Regions from separate parts of the Triticum aestivum genome. Here region 1 is linked to region 2. A link is a contact called in public Hi-C data. All regions are on one chromosome and are shown on one strand. The core of a region is the stretch at or near the end of the contact, and the rest is flanking DNA. Distances in the headings are between cores, read along the strand shown.

What was found. A called contact is a pair of places that touch in the nucleus more often than the background predicts.
Region 1: a contact with region 2 is called in a Hi-C map of leaf, with 4 times the contacts expected there. The contact joins the promoter of LOC123114013 here to the enhancer-like site in region 2. A contact is called at or near these places in 2 of 5 Hi-C or Micro-C datasets (both in leaf) and 1 of 1 datasets of contacts at active chromatin or transcription factors (leaf).

What each region holds. Positions count from the first base shown.
Region 1 is chr5B:663,280,539-663,287,055 of IWGSC CS RefSeq v2.1, forward strand. It overlaps LOC123114013, which reads right to left and starts at 4,526. Exons shown (of 7, transcript XM_044535358.1): 1 at 4,333-4,526; 2 at 3,953-4,224; 3 at 3,743-3,779; 4 at 3,566-3,663; 5 at 2,902-2,963; 6 at 2,279-2,402; 7 at 1,809-2,194. The coding sequence starts at 4,384. The coding sequence ends at 2,075. LOC123114014 (receptor-like protein EIX2) reads right to left here. Exons shown (of 1, transcript XM_044535359.1): 1 at 4,791-6,517. The coding sequence ends at 4,884. LOC123114011 (scarecrow-like protein 30) reads left to right here. Exons shown (of 2, transcript XM_044535356.1): 2 at 1-1,483. The coding sequence ends at 1,339.
Region 2 is chr5B:663,101,188-663,107,484 of IWGSC CS RefSeq v2.1, forward strand. No RefSeq gene overlaps it. Among protein-coding and RNA genes, the nearest start is that of LOC123114011, 180 kb to the right of the region's middle. Within about 2 kb of position 2,359, at least 1 of the 8 cell types and tissues checked has an H3K27ac peak or open chromatin away from gene starts, as enhancers often do. A contact at or near this core is called in leaf, where this site is marked.

The sequences.
Region 1 (6,517 bases), core at 3,276-5,775, 180 kb after region 2:
GCGGCGCAAGCAGCTCGCGCTGTCCGAGGAGGAGACCGTCCGGGAGATGTTCGACAAAGTGCTCCTCTGCAACGGTGTCAACTGCATCCTCCAGTCGCCGCTGCCGGCCGAAGCGGAGATCAGCAGCGTGTACGTGAAAGGGTCAGGGAACCGGAGAGGGCGCAAGAAGGGGAAGACCGGAGTGCCCACCGTGGAGGAGGAGTCCGTCGACCTGACGACGTTGCTCATACACTGTGCCCAGGCCGCGGCTATCGATGATCACCGCGGTTCGGGTGAGTTGCTGAAGCAGATCAGGCGGCATTCTTCCCCTCATGGGGATGCCGGGCAGAGGCTGGCGCATTACATTGCTAATGGGCTCGAGGCTCGCCTTGCCGGCACCGGTAGCACCGTCTACCGCTCGCTTGTCGCGCGGCGAACTTCTTCCGCTGACATGCTGAAAATATTCAAGCTATATGGGACGGCATGCCCGTTCATCAGGATGTCCAGGTTCTACTCGAATGAAGCCATCTTGGATGCTGCTGCCAAGGGTGTGACAAGCGTGCACATTGTGGACTATGGTATAGACTGGGGCTTCCAGTGGCCAATCTTCTTGCAGCGGATCTCCAAGAGAGATGGCGGCCCCCCAAGAATCCGCATCACCGCCATCGACTTACCGCAGCCAGGGTTCCGGCCTGCAGAGCGTTTAGAGGCGACGGGCCGGCGGTTAAGCGAGTACGCCAAGATGTTTCATGTCCCCTTCGAGTATCGCGCAATTGCTGCCAAGTGGGATGCCATCCGAGTCGAAGACCTCAGGATTGACAAGGATGATCTTCTTATTGTCAACTGCTTGTTCAGAATGCGGCACATGATGGACGAGACGGTGACCGACGAGAGCCCGAGGAAGACGGTCTTGAACACGATCAGGAAGATGAACCCGCATCGGTTCATCCACGCGGTTGTCAACGGCACCTACAACGCGCCATTCTTCGTGACGCGCTTCAAGGAGGCTCTGTTCTATTTCTCCTCGCTCTACGACATGCTCGAAGCGACCGCACCGCCGGCGGATGAGCACAGGCAGCTGATCGAAAGGGAATACTTCGGGCGGGAGGTTCTCAACGTGGTCGCCTGCGAGGGCACGGAGAGGGTCGAGAGGCCGGAGACCTACAAGCAATGGCAGGTAAGGAACCTCAGGGCAGGGTTCAGGCAGGTGCCTCTGCTTCAAGAGTCGGTGAAAAAGGCAAGATACAAGGTAATCAAGAGCTATCACAGGGATTTCTTCGTCGACGAAGATAACAAGTGGATGCTGCAGGGTTGGAAGGGCAGAGTCATCGGCGCCCTATCCACATGGAAACCTAGCTAGAACTTTAGAGATATGTTGCCTGGTACATTTCATCACTTCTTTTTCGTTCTGTTGTATCTGATATTCTGATGCTTATGTTGTTGAATTTTGACCCTTTGCTGGGAGCAGAGTTGATGGACATTTTTGCTGAACTTGACTAGAACAGAAGCTTCTTGCATATGTTTTGTACTCCTCCGTCCCAAAATTCTTGTCTTAGATTTGTCCAAATACGGATGTATCAAGTCACGTTTTAGTATTAGGTACATCCGTATCTAGACAAATCTAAGACAAGAATTTTGAGACGGAGGGAGTACCTAATGAAGCATGTGTATTGCAAACTGTTTGTTTGTTCCTTGAATCGGTAGCGCTGATGTTTCATTTCTCAGTAAAATGGAAGGTGCATATGAGCTGCTGAGTGATATATTAGCTGTTGCGTAAATGATAAAATTCGTATGGATTATTGGTGTGCGTCGGATCTGAGTCAAGAGTGTGAAAAGAAGATAGTCATATCCGTTAAACTGTATCAATGTATTCTCAATTGTTTGCTGACTCCTTCTCCTCAGAGAAAAATCTCAGGAAAATGCATAAATTGCTTCTCCAATCTCCACGCATCGATAGGAGGCTATTTTCAGCATTATTGGTAAACCGATTGTGCAATTACATCAGTCAGCAACTTCATAATGCACAAGGATACACACTCGAGACATTAAGATCCTTATAAGCTAAGAAATGTACTTATGCTCCTTAACCGATGACTCAAAACCGGGCTGTGACCTTGGAGAACAGCGCTTTGAAATCTTTCGTTGGGGTGCCCTCACCTTCAGGCTTCGAAGCCAAATCGAATGCCTTGAACTTTACCTCTTCATACTGCAGGGCCTGTTTTAAGAGGGTAAATATTCAGAATGGTTGTCCTCAAGTGTGTCCACAGAATACGGTTGCAGCAATTATCAAATGTTATACCTGAACACAAACTTCAGCCACATCAGCCCTAGGAATCGCCTTAGTGTCAGTCTGGAGAAGCTCATCATCCTTCCCGACAATCAGCTCCCTCACTCCCCCATCTTTGTCTTGCAGACCACCAGGCCTAAATTGAAGGAAACGAAGAAAACGATAGCACATTATGTATCAGCGAATAGTTAACCTGTTCTAGTGTTCTTGTGCATATTAGCACAATGCACTTCTATTCTAGCTTCACAAAAACTACCTATCCAATTTAACTGCAGCAGTCCAACTGTGAAACATGTAGCATAAATTTTAGACAATTCAAGAGAGATGGTAATTAACTAATTAGATGAGCAAAAACTACTAGATCGCACCGAGTGTTTGCCTCACCCCTTTATATGTCACTCATTGTCTCATTAAATGTGGAGGTGGATCCACCTTTTCTTTGAGGCATTCAAAGGTATTTAGTGGTACACAAGGAACTATTCCAAACTTCTATAGCAGATCTTCAGTCTTATCCAAAGTGATTGATATTTAGTGTAATTAAGTACACCACTTCAGAAAGGTGGGCAACTCTGTTTCAAGAATAATTGATCTGAAGGATGCCTTTTTATCCAAACTGGTGCATGTTCTTTATGTACCTTATGATTGTATAAGGAACTCCACTGTCTGCCAGATACTGTTCAGACTTGCGCTTCCAGACCTACATCAAGATCAATAATCAAGATTTCACATTTTCAATAATATAATCGTCTGAATTTGCAAAATGAATTTGTCTCAGTGGCTTATTAGATCAACGGTACCACGACTAGCTGAGTACGCACTGTATCTTTTATTTCTATCTTTCCTTCATTGTTTTATTTGGATGAGACAAAATGAAGCTTCGATGAAAACAAAACAAAAGCAAGACTTTCTGAAATGAACATTCCAGCCCAATAGAGAGGATACAGAACTTCCAAATTTTAGCTATGACAGGAACTTAATATTCAGAAAGGTCTATTTGCAAAACTTTCTTCATTAAGTTGTTTTTTCCTGTATTATGGATCTAACTGTTGTAAATCTATCGACTGAACATTTTTATGGCGAACCTGTCAATAGTCAAAACTCACAAATCTATCAACTGAACATTTCTATGACGAACAATCCTTCAGATTTCTGAGACAGATGGCTCATCTGCTGCCAAGCAATGTTCAGAGAATGGTACTAAGGCTTTCCAGATAATAAAGTTTTTCGTGGAAGCACGAGCAAATGAACTGCAATGAAGTAAAGGTGAAGAGACATATAGACTCGTCTACAATTACTTACCAGTATATTGCCATTGCCAAGGCTGTTCAATGGATGGTTGGGATTTGTTCCCCCCATGGATCCCACCAACACTATGTGCTTCACACCGGCTGCTTTTGCTGTCCAACACACAATCCCACTCATCAAACATTCAGATAAACCTATCACATATAAATGCAGAACCAAGAAGAAGCTTACCAGCATCAATCTGATTCTTCTGCCCAATCCAGTCCACCTGCCACACATCCACACCAAAATTCATCACTATTTAATAACCGATAAAGATTTCAGGATGTGGCATGTCACTGAAACACAGAGGAGACACATCCTGAAACTGTACTTATTATGGGAGCGGCACACTCTGAATCCAAATTGTGGTACAGTACAGTACAGAGAAGAAACCCCAACCTGCTCAGGGTAGGCTCCGTCCTCGTAGTAGAACTCGGGCCGGCCGCCCTTGGTGGGGTCGAACCCCGGCTTCATCTTGGGGGAGGCGCTGGTGAGGATGACGAGCGCGTCGGCGCCCTGCACGGCGGGCGCGAGGTGCTCCGCCTCCCTGATGTCGGCCACGTAGACGTCGTCGGCTCCCCCGATCTTCTGCTTGCTCTCCTCCGACCTCACCAGGCCCCTCGCCGCGAACTGGTCGGATCTCTCCCTGAGCTTGCTGAACACGATTTGGCCTGCGATCGACTCGACGAGCGTTAGGACCGGAATTGCCCGTCGTGGCAGGCGGATTCGTCGGGTTTTGGTCGGAGAAACGGGCGGGGAAGGAAGGAGGGAAAGGGTATCTGTGCGGCCGCCGGCGCCGGTGACGAGGACGGTGGGGCGGGGCGCGGCCATGGCCGGAGGGTGGTGGCGCGGTACTGCAGGCTAGCTGGCCGCGAACTGCAGAGCGCCTGGACGCAGCCAAGTGCCGATGTGTCACGAGAGAAGCGGCGAAGGATGAGACGACGCCGATACTCTCTCTGGATTTGTCTAGAAGGCCGTGCCGACCGACCGACCTGACATGCCAGGAGGGCGCGCGGCGTGGAGGGCGGCCACGTCGCGCCTGACTGCTTTACGCTTTCTTCGAAGCAAGGCGCCTTTCTCTCCCCACACACGGTCATCATACCATAGAGATCAACATCTTTATTCGTTATTACACATGTTTAAGATTTCATACACATCAAAGGTAACTCATGGTTTACCATACAAACCGAGTGACTTGCACACGAAAGAAGAGCAATACATTACATTTACAGCGGACAAGAAAGGTGAAATATTGTTACAACCCCATATCATATTGTGCCGAAATGGAAGCTCCGGCTATTGTGACCACAGACCCTAATGATCTCAGCTTCTACTGCTCTTCTCTTGTGAATGAAGCCCAGCTCATCGCCACTCGCACGTAGACCCAATCACACACGCGGTCGAACAACGAGAACCAAATAATTCTCCAGCTCCTCTTGAATAAGAAGCTGCAGAAGATGATCCAGAGACCTGCTACGAATCCCGTGCCAATGCCGAGGTATAATGACAATGCTTTGCTCATGCCCTCATGCTGATTTTCAGGAGTCCATGGAGTGATTTCCGTTCCCGAGCAATTCTTTGATACAGGCGGACCACAAAGACCTGGATTGCCAGCATAGATTGACGCATCATCTAAAGTTTGTAACTGATTGCCAGAAGGTATGGTTCCTGTCAGATTGTTGTACGGTAAGTTCAAGTGGGCAAGTGAAGTTAGATCTGCCATACTCGCCGGGATTTCACCAGAGAGCTCATTGTGTGAGAGGTCCAAAGATCCCATTGCACGTAGCTCCCCAATAGTCACAGGGATTGTGCTGCTAAGGTGATTCCGTGACAGGTTCAAGTTTGTCAATGCAGTGAGCATGCCGATTTCATGAGGAATCTTCCCTGTCAAACTGTTGCAAGAGAAATCAATGTTTACCATATATGCGATTCCTGTTGTGTATTCCAACTGCTGACCTTTTGTGACCACCGATAAACTATGAGTATAAGCATTAGTGTACTTGTAGACGGAGACAAGCCCAAAGTTGACAATTTTGAAAAGGGCACCATCTTGATCGGGAGTATGAGCCATAGCTATGAGATTCCCAAGCGACTGTGGTATGTTCCCTGAGATGTTGTTGCTTGCAATGTCTAGATATTGAAGCCCATGCATCCTGGTCAGTTCGCCAGGGATGCCACCAGAGAGCATGTTTGACCGCAACCGCAGAAATGCCAAGGATGGTAGCTTTGAGCCGATCCATGTCGGTAAGCTCCCAGAAAATTCATTGTATGCGAGATCAAGGAATTTTAGCTCTTTACACCTCTGAAGAAATGGTGGGATTCTTCCTGAAAGATTGTTGTTATTCAAGTTAAGCATGGTCACGTTTGAAGTTTTGGGTGCACGGAGGCAATTGGCCAATGTCCCATTTAGTTTGTTCTCTGATAGATCTAGAAACTGCAAATTTTGCAGCTCAAAGAGGGAGCATGGAATGGTCTCAGAAAAGGAATTTTTGAAGAGCATGAGTATTTCTAGCCCTGGTGCTCCGATATCTGATGGCAATGCACCAGATAGGTTGTTCCCAGAGAGGTCCAACAAGCCGAGGTTCATTGGGAGTGTTGGAATCGGGCCAACGAGCTGGTTAGAACTAATATCCAGTATAACAGCTTCCATTCCACCAAACAGAAAATATGTGGGCAGCATGCCATAAATCTGATTTTCCGATAGATCCAGAACTCGACAACGGTACATTCCAATCCAAAAAGTACCAGGAATGGAGTCATGTATGCTTGTGTTTGAAATATCAAGGGTGTGTAGTGTTTGTTGGATAATCCATGCCGGAAACTGGGGGCCTAGGATGCAAGATCTAAAGCCCGCTGACGTTAAGCTGAATGGAGTGCTCCATGTGTTGTTGACCAACATAGTTATGGAATTACCAGAGAGCCACAAATTTTGCAGGCTAGTCATATTGGTGAAATGGTCCTGGG
Region 2 (6,297 bases), core at 1,109-3,608:
GTGAACTTATTCAAATCCGTGAATATTTTTTAAACTCGCGAACTTTTCAAATTCTTGAACTTTTCTTCATTTGGTGAAATTTTTGAATTTCATGATTTTTTTTCAATCTGTGAACTGTTTCTAATCCGTGAACTTTTTCAAATTTATGAACTTTTTCAATTTCTTGAACTTCTTTCAAATCCGTGAATGTGTTTCAAATTCATGGACATTCTAAATTTGTGTATTTTTTCAAATTCATGAACTATTTTGAAGTTTCAACCTTTATTTCTGGACAGCTACCAACGAAAAAAGATCACGAACGACCAAACGAAAGAAACAGTTAACCTGAACCAACCAACAAAAGAAACAGTCCACGTGTGAGCTTTGTGAATGCAACCCGTATGGCGTGTTGTGGGCGCCAAATAGACTACTCAGCGCAAAGGCACTGATTAGGAGCTCTCAGAATTCCGTGTATAGGGAATGGATTTTTTTAGGCAAGTGCATAGTGAATAGATATATAACGCTCGTTGTGTCCAAATGTCGACGGAACGGATGAGGTCGTTGCGACTGAGCCGGCCCTTTACAGCAACATTCCTTCTTGGTACCCATGAAACAATACATTAGGTTTTTCAGAGGTTCAACTATTTTCTTTTTCTTTCTCCATTATTCATTTCTTGTTTTCTTATTATTTAAGGGTCTATTTTTCCATTCTGGGTTTTTTCTTGCCTTTTTCTTTTTTAGTTCTTCATTTATTTGGTTTTCTTCTTTTTGTTTTTTAAGTGTCCACACATCTTTTAAAAAAATGATCAACACATTTTTTAAATATCAAGTGTTTTATTAAATTTTCCATAATTTATTTTTAAAAAATCATGTATTATTTTAAATTTATATGTTATTTATTTAAATGTCCAAGAACTTTTTAAAGGGCCAAACATATAAAAAAATGTTAAACATAGTTTAGAAAATGTTCACCGTTAAAAAACGCTTTAGCAATTTTAGTAAACTGACACATTTAAAAAAATCCCCATGTGATTTGTTGAAGTACATGTAATTACTCATATTTTTTTGAAATAAATGTCCAACACTTTTTATGAATATATTTCTGTAATAAAAAATGTATTAGACATATTTCTAAATATATTTTTATTATAAAACGGAAACAGAATGAGAATCGGATTAAAATGGAAAAAAAGTAGTAGGAAATTTTGCATATGCTCACCGCCAACGTTGAACTAGGCCGGGCCCATGGTAGGCACCTTGTGCGTCTGCTCTATTATCAGGCCGATAAGCACGAGTCAAATAGGTGGTAATCAATGGGTATCAAATATGTAGTCCTGGGCCCGTTTGTCAATCATGTTGGTTAATGTGTCACATGTAGAGACACTAATAGATAAATATGTTATAGCAGAAGGATTGAAGTACAAAATAGCGAAAATGACAATGACCTCTTTATTGCAGTTACCAATATATTTGAGGAAAAATAGAAAATTACCGTCATCACCGAGCGAGAGGATGATGATGTTTGCCGTTTATTGGAGGGTGCCAATGCACACAGTGCTGGCCGTCCTGACTTCGGTCTTTTATAGATGTTGTGTGACGTGTGAGTCGATCTCTCCAAGACATAGGTGTGAAAGGCAATCGACAATACATAGCACATGGCTGAAATGGGATCAGGGAAGGAGAAATCAGGCAACAAAAAGAGAGATCTCCGAAGCATGGATTTGTTTCTTCTTCTTTCCTTTTTTGGAAGGGAAAAAGCTTCTTTGCACTTTATTGCGGAACCAACAGAGTTACATAATTCAATACATGTGTAATCAGAAACATAGGCGGATCGTCATCCCACAGAACATCATGCTACTGCATATGCATGTCTGGCTAAAAAGTGTGCCAAGACATTGGCTTCTCTAGGACAACACTGAAACCGAATCGACGATCTTTCACGAGCAAGTTGGAAGCAGTGTGCCATGATAATTGAATATGACGCCAAAACATCAATGTCTCTATTACATGTATTGACGATCTCCAAGCTACCAGCTTTAATGATAACTTTCTTGTTGAGGGAATTCCTTTTCTTTTGCTTGTTGAGGGAGTAGAAGATAGCTAACCTAACCACGATTGGTACGTGCCTGAAGTACGGAGACTCGTTCCACGGGCATGCCAGATCGTTCGCTGCATCTAGTGTTCACGGTCCCGTGCTTTGCAATGGTAGACTGCCCTTCCGTTGCTCCCCGAGAATCGCGAAACGGATCGCTCTCGTGTTCACATGGATACGGGCACGGTCAACGGCGCCCCGGCCGGCGAGCACTGTGTCTGCCTACCAGGTGGCGGCGGCCAGCCGGCAGCATCTCGCCCGGTGGTCTGCGCCGTGGAGGTGATGACTGATGACAGTGACGGCGAGCATATTTATTTTGATTTTTCCCGACATACCAACACGATGTGTCACTGTATACGTATAAGGCGTCGGCTGACTTGTGCCAGACTAGTCCCCCTCCACGTAAACGATAAAACGAGGCAGGTCGAGAAATACCAGAAAACAGAGCAATCTTTGTCGGTAGGTAGACAAGAGAATCTTCACGTGGTTTCACGATGGTAGCTTGCCGCGTAAGTACTACGTATAAGTTCTCTGTATTTGGAGCTTCCTGCGTATTATAAGACCCAGTTCTCGTAGGCGGTTTAAAAAATGAGTTTGCCTTTTTCTAACTTATCAACGATATCTGAAAGACGAAACGTGTGCTGGGCTTGTGGTTCGTAGATGGCGGGTATGGTTTCCTCCTTCGGGGTCTTAGGCGTCGTGGGGTGTCAGATCTGGAGTTCGATGACGTGTCCGGAGTGTTGCCCCAGTCTGATTCGTTCAACGACAAGGGTTTTATGTTTGGTGAGCCACTTTGGAGGTCCGCAAAGCTGCATATCAGCGATGGAGCCGTGTCGAGATTGGGTGAGGAGGTAATCCGTCATTCTTTTCTTCGGTGACTGTTGTGGTGGTGCCGGAGGCAGGTGAGGGAGTCCTGGATTAAGGGGTCCTTGGACAGCCGGACTATATACTTTGGCCGGACTGTTGGGCTATGAAAATACAAGATAAAAGACTTCGTCGCGTGTCCGGATGGGATTCTCCTTAACGTGGAAGGCAAGCTTGGCGATTCGGATATTTAGATTCCTTTCTCTGTAACCGACTTTGTGTAACCCTAGCCCCCTTTGGTGTCTATATAAACCGGAGGGTTTAGTCCGTAGGACAAGAATCATAATCTCATAGGCTAGACTTCTAGGGTTTAGTCATTACGATATCGTGGTAGATCAGCTCTTGTAATACTCATATTCATCAAGATCAATCAAGCAAGAAGTAGGGTATTACCTCCATAGAGAGGGCCCGAACCTGGGTAAACATTGTGTCCCCCCTCCTATTACCATTAGCCTAAGACGCACAGTTTGGGACCCCCTACCTGAGATCCGCCGGTTTTGACACCGACATTGGTGCTTTCATTGAGAGTTCCGCTGTGACGTCGAAGATAGGCTGGATGGGTCGCCTTGTTATCAAGGACAACATCACCTCTGGGGGAGCCCTGGCCTCGGGGCCAAACCCTCCGGCTGGGCGGCTTCACTATGACCGCCCGTTCGGCCGTCGGGCCGACGATGACTTCTCCGGTCATCAAAAATCGCCTCCGCGTCAGCTCAGAATACACCTAACAGATGAATCCGACGGAGTTGTCGTCTTTAAACGAACTCCTGGATCGCATCGCCGCCTTAGGAGTTGATACGTCTCCAACGTATCTATAATTTTTGATTATTCCATGCTATTATATTACCTGTTTTGGATGTTTATGGGCTTTATTTTACACATTTATATATTTTTGGGACTAACCTACTAACCGGAGGCCCAACCCGTATTGCTGTTTTTTTTTGCCTATTTCAGTATTTCGAAGAAAAGGAATATCAAACGGAGTCCAAACAGAATGAAACCTTCGGGGGCGTGATTTTTGGAACGAACGCGATCCAGAGGACTTGGAGTGCAAGCCAAGAAGCAGCCGAGGCGGCCACGAGGGTGGAGGGCGCGCCCACCCCTACAGGGCGCGCCCCCCTATCTCATGGGCCCCTCGGGCGGTCACCGACCTACTTCTTCCTCCTATATATACCCACGTACCCCGAAAACATCCAGGAGGAAAAAGAATTTCCACCTCCGTAACCTTCTGTATCTGCGAGATCCCATCTTGGAGCCTTCGCCGGCGCTCCGCCGGAGGGGAATCGACCACGAAGGGCTTCTACATCAACACCATAGCCCCTCCGATGAGTTGTGAGTAGTTTACAACAGACCTTCGGGTCCATAGTTATTAGCTAGATGGCTTCTTCTCTCTTTTTGGATCTCAATACCATGTTCTCCCCCTCTCTTGTGGAGATCTATTCGATGTAACTCTTTTTGCGGTGTGTTTGTTGAGATCCGATGAATTGTGGGTTTATGATCAAGTTTATCTATGAGAAATATTTGAATCTCCTCTGAATTCTTTTATGTATGATTGAGCTAACTTTGCAAGTCTCTTCGAATTATCAGTTTGGTTTGGCCTACTAGATTGATCTTTCTTGCAATGGGAGAAGTGCTTAGCTTTGGGTTCAATCTTGCGGTGTCCTTACCCAGTGACAATAGGGGTTGCAAGGCACGTATTGTATTGTTGTCATCGAGGATAAAAAGATGGGGTTTATATCATATTGCATGAGTTTATCCCTCTACATCATGTCATCTTTCTTAATGTGTTACTCTGTTCTTATGAACTTAATACTCTAGATGCATGCTGGATAGCGGTCGATGTGTGGAGTAATAGTAGTAGATGCAGGCAGGAGTCGGTCTACTTGTCACGGACGTGATGCCTATATACATGATCATGCCTAGATAATCTCATAATTATTCGCTTTTATATCAATTGCTCGACATTAATTTGTTCACCCACCGTAATACTTATGCTATCTTGAGAGAAGCCACTAGTGAAACCTATGGCCCCCGGGTCTATCTTTTATCATATAAGCTTTCAATCTAATTTTATTTGCATCTCTACTTTTCCAATCTATATCATAAAATACCAAAAATATATTTATCTTATCATACTATTCTATCATATCTCACTTCCGCAAGTGGCCGTGAAGGGATTGACAACCCCTTTATTGCGTTGGTTGCGAGTTCTTTGTTTGTTTGTGTAGGTGCGTGGGACTTTTGAGGAGCCTCCTACTCGATTGATACCTTGGTTCAAAAACTGAGGGAAATACTTACGCTACTATTGATGCATCACCCTTTCCTCTTCAAGGAAAACCAACGCAAGCTCAAGACGTAGCAAGAAAGATTTCTGGCGTCGTTGCCGGGGACGTGCGATTTCCACCAAGTCAAGTCAAGATTCGACCTCCCACCAACGTGCGATTTCTGGCGCCGTTGCCGGGGAGGTCTTCGCTCAAGTCAAGACATACCAAGTACCCATCACAAACTCATCTCCCTCGCATTTACATTATTTGCCATTTGCCTCTTGTTTTCCTCTCCCCCACTTCACCCTTGCCGTTTTATTCGCCCTCTCTTTCCCAATCTTCTCCTCTCTCTTCCGCTTGTCTTTTGTTTGCTCGTCGTTATGGCTAGTTCCTTGTCCACTCCTATGTCTCCCAAGTTTGAAGTTCTTCACTTCAAGCAAAGGCAAGGAGAAAACTTAAAAGATGCTTGGTATAGGATGATGGAATCTTGTCGTAATTGCACCCTAGAGGTGAATTTTAGAATTCTTCTTTGCAATTTTTATGTTGGGCTAAATATTTCGCATAAACAACTCTTGGATTGCATTGCCAAAGGAAATTTTATTGAAATTGATCCTAGTATTGCGCATGAAATAATAGAGGGAATAGTGGGAACACTACCTCAAAAAGGGGGATCGTATCCTACCCAAGAAGAAACACAAGTGTTTGAAAAGATTTGCGAAGTAACAAAAATATTACAAAAGTCTCTTGAGCCTCTTAAAAGTGTTAGCGGAAATCTTCACCGCATGAATATGTTGATTACTCTTTGCAATAAGAGCTTGGATTCTTTAGATCTAAAAATTTCTGAGTATGAAGGGAAACATAAAGAACCTCCCGGATTCGAGCATGACTCCGCTAAAAAACTGAAAATTAAAGATGGCACTACTTAGATCTATCTTCGCTTTTATGCCTAGCTAGGGGCGTTAAACGATAGCGCTAGTTGGGAGGCAACCCAATTTTATTTGTGTTTTTTGTTTTTGTTTATGTTTAGTAATAAATTTATCATCTACCTTCTGTTTAGATGTGTTTTTATGTTTTAATTAGTGTTTGTGCCAAGTAGAACCT